3 separate regions of the Mus musculus genome follow, and regions 2 and 3 are each linked to region 1. A link is a contact called in public HiChIP or PLAC-seq and promoter capture Hi-C data. All regions are on one chromosome and are shown on one strand. Each heading gives the region's core, a stretch centred on a gene start, on an enhancer-like site or on the middle of the called end of the contact. The rest is flanking DNA. Distances are from core to core; before and after follow the strand shown.

Evidence for each region. Promoter capture Hi-C pulls out the DNA fragments that hold promoters and counts their contacts. HiChIP or PLAC-seq counts read pairs in DNA pulled down with a chosen protein or histone mark.
Region 2: a contact with region 1 is called in an H3K4me3 HiChIP or PLAC-seq map of embryonic forebrain, with 5 times the contacts expected there. The contact joins the promoter of Plxna4 here to the promoter of 1700012A03Rik in region 1. A contact is called at or near these places in 12 of 39 promoter capture datasets (the 3T3-L1 cell line, the C10 cell line, HPC-7-derived erythroid cells and 7 more), 1 of 484 Hi-C or Micro-C datasets (cortical neurons), 4 of 115 datasets of contacts at active chromatin or transcription factors (embryonic forebrain, embryonic hindbrain, forebrain and 1 more) and 1 of 9 other capture datasets (adipose tissue).
Region 3: a contact with region 1 is called in a promoter capture Hi-C map of hippocampal neurons, with 2.0 times the contacts expected there. The contact joins the enhancer-like site here to the promoter of 1700012A03Rik in region 1. A contact is called at or near these places in 5 of 39 promoter capture datasets (hippocampal neurons, liver, maxillary cranial neural crest and 1 more) and 1 of 9 other capture datasets (adipose tissue).

Annotation. Positions count from the first base shown.
Region 1 is chr6:32,049,033-32,051,918 of GRCm38.p6, forward strand. It overlaps 1700012A03Rik (RIKEN cDNA 1700012A03 gene), which reads left to right and starts at 1,256. Exons shown (of 3, transcript NM_029587.3): 1 at 1,256-1,339; 2 at 2,301-2,698. The coding sequence starts at 2,603.
Region 2 is chr6:32,586,477-32,589,696 of GRCm38.p6, forward strand. It overlaps Plxna4 (plexin A4), which reads right to left and starts at 1,716. Exons shown (of 32, transcript NM_175750.3): 1 at 828-1,716.
Region 3 is chr6:32,701,170-32,704,386 of GRCm38.p6, forward strand. No RefSeq gene overlaps it. Among named protein-coding and RNA genes, the nearest start is that of Gm32007, 46 kb to the left of the region's middle. Within about 2 kb of position 1,367, at least 16 of the 459 cell types and tissues checked have an H3K27ac peak or open chromatin away from gene starts, as enhancers often do. A contact at or near this core is called in hippocampal neurons, where this site is marked.

The sequences.
Region 1 (2,886 bases), core at 6-2,505:
CAGGTGGTATGAACAGGCATATTGCTCTTCTGGAAAACTGAGGCTGACTGGCAATAATTGCAAAAGGATGTTTATGTACTGAGAATGAAGAGTCTCATATTGGGTCAGCTGAGGCCAGAGTCCAAATTTAACTCTTTCTAGACACCCCAGAGTGGGAGGTGGTCTGGAGTTAGTTTGTTGGCTATGGCTATGGTTGATGTTGGCTGACTAATTGTGCACATGTGTGTGAGTGTGTATGTGTGTGTGTGTGTTTTGATGGTGTTGTTCTAATGGGAGGGGTTGCTAGGGATGCTAGTTTCGCTCCTTCCCCCACCCCCCTTCTTCATCTTCTGTCAACCCATTCACACCTTTGCAAGACAGATGGGGAAAGACTGCTTCTGTGGAGTATGGGATTTAACACCTGGCTCCCTGGACTTGGGGCCAGGGAGGGGTCTGGTGTATATGTGTCAGGAGCTGTTGGAGAGGCTCCAGAGCATCTGCCTAGGGACACAGTGGACAAAAATCTGGAGATGTCTCTACTGGAGGCTGAGGAGATGAGGAGAGCATCATACTGTCTTGAGGGCTAAAAAAACCACTCACTCACCCAGGCCACGTGCTAACAAACTGTTGGCAGAGGACTAGAGAAAGATATTTTCAAAAGCAGCAGCAACAAAAGTTGCAAAGGACTCCATCAGGACTGCAGACCCCTCTCTGCATCTCATTAGCGCCTGGAGGTAGGAGAAGAGATTCTGGCTGGAGCTGCCTGGAACTGCCTGTACCCAAGGGGTCTGAAAACCAATGCAAAAACCCAGAGTTGGGCTGGGGACAAGCAGGGGCTGCTCAGAGCTTGAAAAAGGCCTCTCGGATGCTGTTTGTTGGTCTGTTCCCTGTGTGCAAGTTTCCATCAGACTCCCTTGCACTTAGAATGCTAGCACTCTGGAAGTTGAGGAGGTAAGATTGCTATCTATACATTATGGCCATACAGGGAGTTCCAGAAAAGACAAAGAGAACTACAGAGGGAGGCCCATCTCAAGTCAGCAAAACCAACAAACAGCAATAAAAACGTATTAGATAACTAAATCCTTTTGTGTGGGGCATTTTTGTTGTTTGTTTCTATTTCTTCAAACGGTCACAACTTTCTCATACATTTGAAATGCAAGCCTTAGCAACAATCTCCATGAAGATGAATTGCCCTGTCTTCAGTCAACTCTTGATGTCATAGCACAGATGTGTCAGTTGGCTGATGGTGACTCTAAGCACATAGAGATTTCTCCCCACCCTGAGCCTGCCACTCACCGCTGAAGTACAGACCCTCCTTTACAGCTAGAGGATGGGCTCCTCTTTCCTCTCTGGAAACCAGGCAAGAAAATTGACAACAAATTCCCTCAGTTTACCCTGTAGAGTTCTTAACCCTCCTTGCTTGGGGTGTCATGCCCCGACCTTTTAAGGAAACTCATCTTGACCTGGAAGTTGGGATGAGATACGTCAGACTATAAGCATCTCTGTCTGTTGACACAAAAGAGTAGAAGCAGGACCAACAGACACAAACCAATAGAAGCAGGGATCACATCTGACCTCAGGATGAGGGTTTCTGCTACTCTAAATCCTTGGGCACAGGATGCTGATCTCTTTAAATCAAATGGATACATATGCTATGTTCTTACTCTATAAAATGGGAATGGGAAGTGAAGAATGACGGTCACAAAGAGTCTGTGATGGTCCACTGGTTGGAGCTAGGAAAGATTTCTTGCTAAGAACCTCATTCCCGCAGCCAAGGCAACCAGAGAAGCTGACAAACGTGGCTAGATTCCAGGACACTGTGTGCCTTGGATGCAGGGTGAGCTGGGGACCAGCCATCTCACTATAGAAAACAGTTGAGTTTGCAATAAGCTTTGGACATCAGGTCCCCAGAAATGGCAATGAGCTTTTGTGCAGTTATTATGCTACAAGGAACTCTTGCCATTGGTTACCTCAAGTGGGGAGCTATGGTAGGTGGGGTTAAGAAGAGACTTGGGCAAATATTTGGCCAAAGTCCAGGTCAGCTGCAGAGAGACACTGTGAACTCACAACACCTGTGCAGTATGCCCAGCGGTAGGGAGATGGTTTTGTTTTTGCACTAGGTTGCACAGGGCATTGTTTGTAGCATTAGTATTGTAGAACATTGCCTGTGTAGGGCTGGAGTAAGAAAACAAAGCACAGAAAACAAAAACAAAAAGCCTGACTGCCTGGTGTTGTAGCTTGCCCAGTTAGACGAGGACAAAGGAATAATAGCTCATCACCCTCACTCCTACTGTCTGTATCACTTCTGTCCAACTGTATAGGTGGGGACCGACTCACCTGGAGAGATGTTGAAGTAGAACTATGAAAACCAAACCCAAAGCAACTTCCAGGAGACTCCAAAGTAAGCCAAGCATGAGTGATGTGAGTGGTCGGTCAGGTTTACTTATGGCTGTGGAGCCAGGAAGCTTAATTTGAGGTTAGTGAACGAACAGCCAAGTCACCATATTTGAGTGGTCCCAAGAGTAACCTGAGAAGAGAAGCCCACCCTTCATCTTGCTTCACCTCCTGGCTCCTTTGTCACCTGACACTTCGCTTCCTCATTGCTGAACTCTCTGGAAGGACCATGGATACTGACATGAGACGAGCATACACTGTTATTCATTCACGTGTCCATGCCTCCTGGCAAGGGTGCGTTGACCTTCAGGAGCTTTCCACTGAGGTACTTCCTGTTTCCTTTCCTTACTTTATCCTCAACTTCCCTTGTCCCCTCCAGCCTGGGCCCTCACATCAAAACGAGTAACGTAAAATGCATTGAGATATCTTTCTCTTTGACTTCCTCTGGGCAAGAGGCTCTAGAAAATCATGAGAAACAATCTCCCAGACTTTGAAGACAAGGCTTTGGGTCCT
Region 2 (3,220 bases), core at 466-2,965, 540 kb after region 1:
TGACTGGCAACATGAATAAGGTCTGATCCTCCTTAAAGGACCGCAGCATCCTCCCTAGACAAGGAACACTCCTCTAGCTTTGATGTTAAAGCCCCTCCCTGACTGAAATCCCGGCGCATTCCGGGGAAGCAGTGCCACGCTTCGGAAAGGCGTGTGTGCTGCCTTTACTGGGGAATCGCAGAGTCTGTTCCATATGCGCCGCCCTACAGAACTGCAGCCCCAGTTGCCTATGTGGCCTCCTCCCAGGCACCGGATCACCAAGATCTCCAGTTCTCTGCCCTTTAAATATCTCTCTGCCTTTCTCCTATTTAAAAGCAAAAAATCTCCGGGTGTCCAAAAAGCTAAGGGGCACAATTGCACTGGGCGGGTCTCATAAGACCTCCCATGACTTCTCCTGTCTTATAAAAACCAGTTAGGAAATGAAAGGAGCTAGAAACAGCAAAATCGTTCCCTCATCCTACCAGGCTGGATAGGAGAGTCAGTCATTTACTGAATCCCACCCTGAAAGTCCTGGGGAAGAGAAGTCTAGGTCCGGAGAGGAGAAGAACACGGGAAATCCCTGCTCCGGCTGCGATGCACCTACGCGGGTGTCCAGGTGGGACGTGGGCAGGTGCGTGAGCGCAGTGTGTGCCTGTGTGTGAGTATGTGTGTGTGCGCGCACGCGATTTGTGTTTTGCGTGTGTGTGTGTGTGTGTGTGTGTGTGTGTGTGTGTGTGCGTGTGTGTGTGTAGTGGGCTGCCTCAGAGCAGGCGAGGACTCCGGGACCGGACTCGCCACCTCCGCCCGCTCTGCCCAGCTGGCCCTGTGCCCGGCCGGCGGCTCCTTACCTGGAAGCGCGGCGTTTCCCTCCTTCAGCCCCAGCGCCGCATTGACACTGCAGATGGTGCCTGTACCGCTGCCTCTCGCCCTCCTCTGAACGTGTGCGTGTGCGCGCGTGTGGCTGCCTCCTCCAGCCCCAGCCCCGAACGCAAATACTCCACCGAGGCACGGGGAAGCCACGAGCAGCAGAGAAAAACGGAGGGGGCCAAATCAGAGCCTGCCGGGCTTGACAGCTCCTCTTGCAGCGTCCAAGGTGGGCGTAATGTCCAACAAAAAGGTCAGGAAATGAAGATCAATTCCAAGCACCCCTAGCTTCCATCCAGCCCCGGAGCCCAAGCAGCGACAGCGGTGGCTCTCAGGGGCTGCGGCGGCGACGCGGGGCTGCCCCCCTTCGTCCCCACCCCCGCGGGCTGAATGTCCTTGATGCCAAGCGGGCACGGCGGCGTCACTCCGCGCCGCCCATGCTAGCCGGGTCGGGCCGCTGCCCGGGCGCGGCGGCGAGTACGTTGGGGACCCGCCGGGGAGCGCTCTCCGATCCTCTGCGCGCCTCCCTGGGCAGTGACGGCCACCCCCTGGCAGCCCGGGGCTGGCTGCGCCGCTGTCGCCCCCAACCCTGGCCGGGGACTAGCCGGGCAGTGCCCAGGGGCCGGGGCTGGGGGGCCTCGGAAGCCGCCGGCAGCTCCCCGGGGAGGCGCGGAGCTGCGGTGGTAGCAGCGACGGCGGCGGCTAGCGCTGCGGCGGCCAAGAGCGCGGCCGTAGTCCAAGCCGAGCCTCCCAGGCGCGTCCCCGGCCCCCCGGGCGGGCTGCTCGCAAAGTTTGCAGGGGGCAGGGAGCGGGGCCGCCGCTGGCTCGGCCGCCGCCGGAGCTCCCGGGCTGCCTGCTGCCGCCGCGGCTCGCTGCTGCTGTGCATTGAAGCCCGGCCAAGCGCTGCAAAAACTCCAGCTGCCTGGCGCTCTCTGGGTCCTCCTCTCCTCCCTCCCGCCCTCCCTGCTTCCCTTCCTCCCTCCCTCTCCTCGCCTCCTCCCCTCCCCGCCGCCCGCGGCCCGCCGCCGCCGCCGCCGCTGCCGCCGCCGCCGCCGCTCCCTCTCTGGCTCGCTAGCTGGCTCGGAGCTCGCGACTGACATCTAGACCAAGGTAGAGCGGCCGGCAGAGGGGGCAGGGGGCGCTTCCCCGCACGCTGCCGCCACTGGCCCGCCTGCTCTTCCCCAGTGTGGACGTTTGCAGACACCCCCTGGGTCTTCTTGGCTTCCTCGAGTCACCCTGGCGGTGGAGACACAGGGCAGAGTGGTGCATATATGGTGCCACCAAGTGCACTTGGATCGGGGCATACTCCCAAGCAGGCATGTGGTGCAGGCGGTCAGAGGCACTTCTGGGTGTTCCTAACAGACACCAGCCAAACATACATCCATTCCTAACCTAGAATCCCTGTCCAGCCCCACCAACCAAGGTAATCCTACACAGAGCACTAGAGGATGCCCAAACCCAAGGTTTCTTCTAGTCCTAGGACAGAAATGAATGGCCAATGCCACAGAGCTTGTTAGGTAACCTGATCTGTCCAGAGGCTGACCTTGCTTCACTGTCTCTGAAGCCCTAGGTCCTGGGCCATGTCCTAAACATAACCCAGACATTGCCAACATCAGAATAGTTTCAGAAGCCCAAAGGAAGAAATCCAGAGGTTGCTTAAATTGAGAGAGCATCTGGCAGGCAGGGAAATAGGTGAGGCTGCACTATCTAGAATATCTCTACAAAGACCCCCTCCAGTTAATGAGCCCAACGACCAAAATAAATAAATAAAAATAAAACAATTTTCAAAAGGATGCCCACCTATTTGTCTACCCAACTCTGCATGCTAAGTTCAAGGAAATGGCTCTGTCAGCCAAGTTCAGTAAGACTAGCCATTCATCAAAGAAAGACCTCTCCAGGAGCTTATGGTTTGGGGTTCCTGACCCACTCTCCCATGACACTTTCTTCAACCTCAGTCACTTCCTGCGCATAACTGTCCCTCCCACCAAAACCTCTCAGAATCTGCTTACTAGGAAAAGGTTGACAGTGGTATAAATTCCTTCCCCTTCTTATAGGGGTAATGTTTTCACAAACATCAAAGTTATACCCTCGGTAGACTTTCGAGGTGACAAGTTGGACAAGCTTCCGGGCAGGTAGCACACTTGGGTCGGGTTGGACTTACCACCCAGGACCTTGTTGAAAGTGCTCCCACCAGAAGGACACAATGAATCAAGTGTAAGCATGAAGAAGCCAGCCAGCCAGACATTTCTCTAGTTACAGGGTGTTCCAGGAGACAGCATGGAGCCCTGTTAGGCTCTGGTTGTCTGCTGAGCATCGCATGGCCCAGAAGACAGCAAGGGTTATCTTATTAGCTCCCTGTAATACATTGATCTGGCTC
Region 3 (3,217 bases), core at 117-2,616, 650 kb after region 1:
CTCCTGGGGCCAATTAGTGATTAGGAATTGCTGCCTGTGGGCAGAATGTAGGAGAGGTGGGAGTTTGGACACAAGCTAGTCAGATGGCAGGCTCTAAGTGTTCCCTGTGAGTACATCATGTGTGCTTAGAAATACTTGCCAGTGATCAGATGCACCTATGAAATAACACCTGCAAAAGGAGAACTAGAGGGGGGTCTCATTCACTCACTGGAGGAGTCCCCGGGACAATGGCTTTTATTCCTGTGATCCAGTGTAGCCGCATATTCACAAGCATTAGCCTGATTACTGTGAGGCAGTTCTGAAGATTCTCAGTAGCAAGCCTGGACTTGCTCACAAAGGTTCACCCTGCCAGTTGCAGGAGGGAGAGCACCTTTAACACCGGTCAAGAGTTGACTTGGTCAGAAAATAGCAAAGGTGAGCCTGAGACCTTGGACACTCGTAGGAAGTAGGCTTCTTGATGTCCTACAAACTCACCAGTCACTACATTGCAAGACCCTGCCAGACACAGTACTGTGTGACTGGTGGTATACAGAAATCTTACCTTGCACAAGCAGGTGAGAAGCCTGGAGCACAGAGTACTACCTGTGACAAGAAGTCCAATGTACTGGCTGGTTTTATGTTAACTTGATGCAAGCAAGAGTCACCAGAGGGGAAGGAGCCTCAATTAAGAATATGCCTCCATGAGATATAGCTGCAAGGATTTTTTTCAATTAATGATCAGTGAGGGAGGGCACAGACCATTGTGGGTGATGCCAGCTCTGTGCTAGTGTCCTGGGTTCTATAAGAAAGCAGACTGAGCAAGCCAGGAAAAGCAAGCCAGTAAGTAGCATCCCTCCATGGCCTCAGCATCAGTTCCTACTTCTAGGTTCCTGCCCCGCTTGAGTTGCTGTCCTGACTTCCCTTGGAGATGAACAGCAATGTGGAAGTGTAAGCTGAATAAACCCTTTCCTCCCCAACTTGCTTTTTGGTCATGGTGTTTTATTGCAGCAATAGAAACCCTGACTAAGACACCCAGGCACGTGCGGCTTCCTGCTGTCTGTCTGCTGTCTGCACAGATGCTGTGCTATCTTGCTGAGCCCTCTACCAAGCTAAGCCATTTACACCATCTCAAGATGCTTCCTGCAGACGAGCAAAGCACTGGTAGAAATTCAGAGTTCCAGATCTGGCTGTGAAACCACCAGTAACAAGGCAGTCCTTGACTAATCCTGACTTAGCCAGCGTCTACAGCATGGGTCCACCAAGCCGCACACGCCCCCTCGTCGATGTGACTTTGAAAGCATGAAGCGTCATCGACTGAATAGCACCATCACTGGCTTCCCTACTGTCAGGAAGGAGACTCAAGACAGCCCCATCCAGCAGGCCTCTCACTCCACATTCCAGCTGGCACAGACCTTGGCAGCGATAACCACATATGCCACTTCCTCGGTGCTGCCTGGCTGTGGCCATGGCAGCTCAGGCTGGGAATGCTGGTCCCATCTGGCTACTGCCTGATCACCAGGCGCTTCAGCCAAAAGAAGGGAATGTGAACATGTGAACAAAAAAGCTTCAGCACACTACACAGGAAAAAAAAATCAAGAGCTTTCCTGAAACATGCCCACACATAGGTGTCCCCTAATATCACAAAGTGAAGTGGCCAATACTGTCGAAGACAAGGCCATTGACATAGAGAATGACCTTTGATTGTCCGAGTTGATCCATCCTCATCATCAGAGGCCTTAAAACCGTTCCTAGCTAGATTATGGAGAAGTGACCATAGAAGGGAGGGAGGACATGATGTCATGTTTACAATGAAAATGGAGGAGGGGCCATGAGTCAATGATGGTGATCTCTGGGAGCTAGAAAATAAAAACAAAAAAGCCACCCTTCCTGGAGGCCTCAGAGATGAGCACAGCCCTATCCACATGCTATTCAGTACATGGCGGGACTCATGAGGCCTCTCACTTAAGAACTATATGCTAATAAATCTATGTTGTTTTGAGCCAGGAGTATGTGGCCATTTTCTACAGCAGCTATAGGAGACGAACACACAGGTCAAGAAGATATAATCCAGAACAAAGCTGGAGATTCAAGTGGAAAATGAAAGACCCCAAACTAGACCCTAGACTATTCATTTTATTCTCCTCCTGACTGTAGTCACCATCGAAGGCCTGAGGATAAGTAAAGGGCCAGTGGGAGCAGGGCATGATGGGAGAGGGGTGCGTTGTGTGTGTGAAATGTGCAGAGGATTTCCAATACCTTTCCTACATCTGTCCCCATTCTGAGAATGGAGAACGATCCTCCTCCTGTGCTACAGACTTCCCTCCTGCTGGTAACCACCAAAGGCCATCGATCACAGGGCCCATCCTGGGTGCCTCCACCTCTCTTCAGCAAGAGCCAACAGCCATCCATTCTCAGCTCCTCGTCATCTCTTTAGAGAGATGAACGCCATCGTTAGGAGCCTTTCATTATCGGCGGCTTGCACGCAGCTGATGTTGATTTGATAGAATCCAATTTAGCATCCTTCTCTGGGCTCTGCTCCATAGCCATTTGGGTTTAGCATGTACAGGCAGTTTGATGCTGTCTTGATGGCCTTTTAAGCGGCTGAGAAAATTGCTGGCATGGCAATTTAGTGGCAGGCAGCTCCTGGTGGGTGGGCATGGAGAAATGGGGAAGGAGCAAGAGACCAAGGGGACACTTTGGCCCATATCTGTAAAAGGCAGTTAAGTGATTGGGGTGGGGGAGGGGGTCATACATTAAAGGAGAGAGAGAGAGAGAGAGAGAGAGAGAGAGAGAGAGAGAGAGAGAGAGAGAGATATCAACCCCTTAGAAGGCTTGGTCTAGCTAGACTATGATGTGCCTCCTGGTGGGCCCAGCACTGACCAACCCCCAAACAGGAGCCCATATGAAGGACAGATCACCATTCCCAGCATGATTTCTCGAGGGCAGCTGACAAACGGTTAATCCCCAAATCTCCAAGTATCCAACTTGGGGTAATCACCCATGCACCTGATGTAAATATTCCCACTGCCAATTCTAAGCCACCAACGAGAAGTCAACGATTGCAAGATTGAGGGAAGATGGCCTCCATGCGTTCATTCGGTGGGCTAAGTTGCTAGCTTCACCTCACTGGTTCTGTTGGAGCTGATTCTGAATCTGTGCCCATTTTACAAACTTCTTACAAATTAAGCCTAAGAGAAGTCCTACTCTAGCCACAAATCAATGGCTCGAGCCTTTGGCC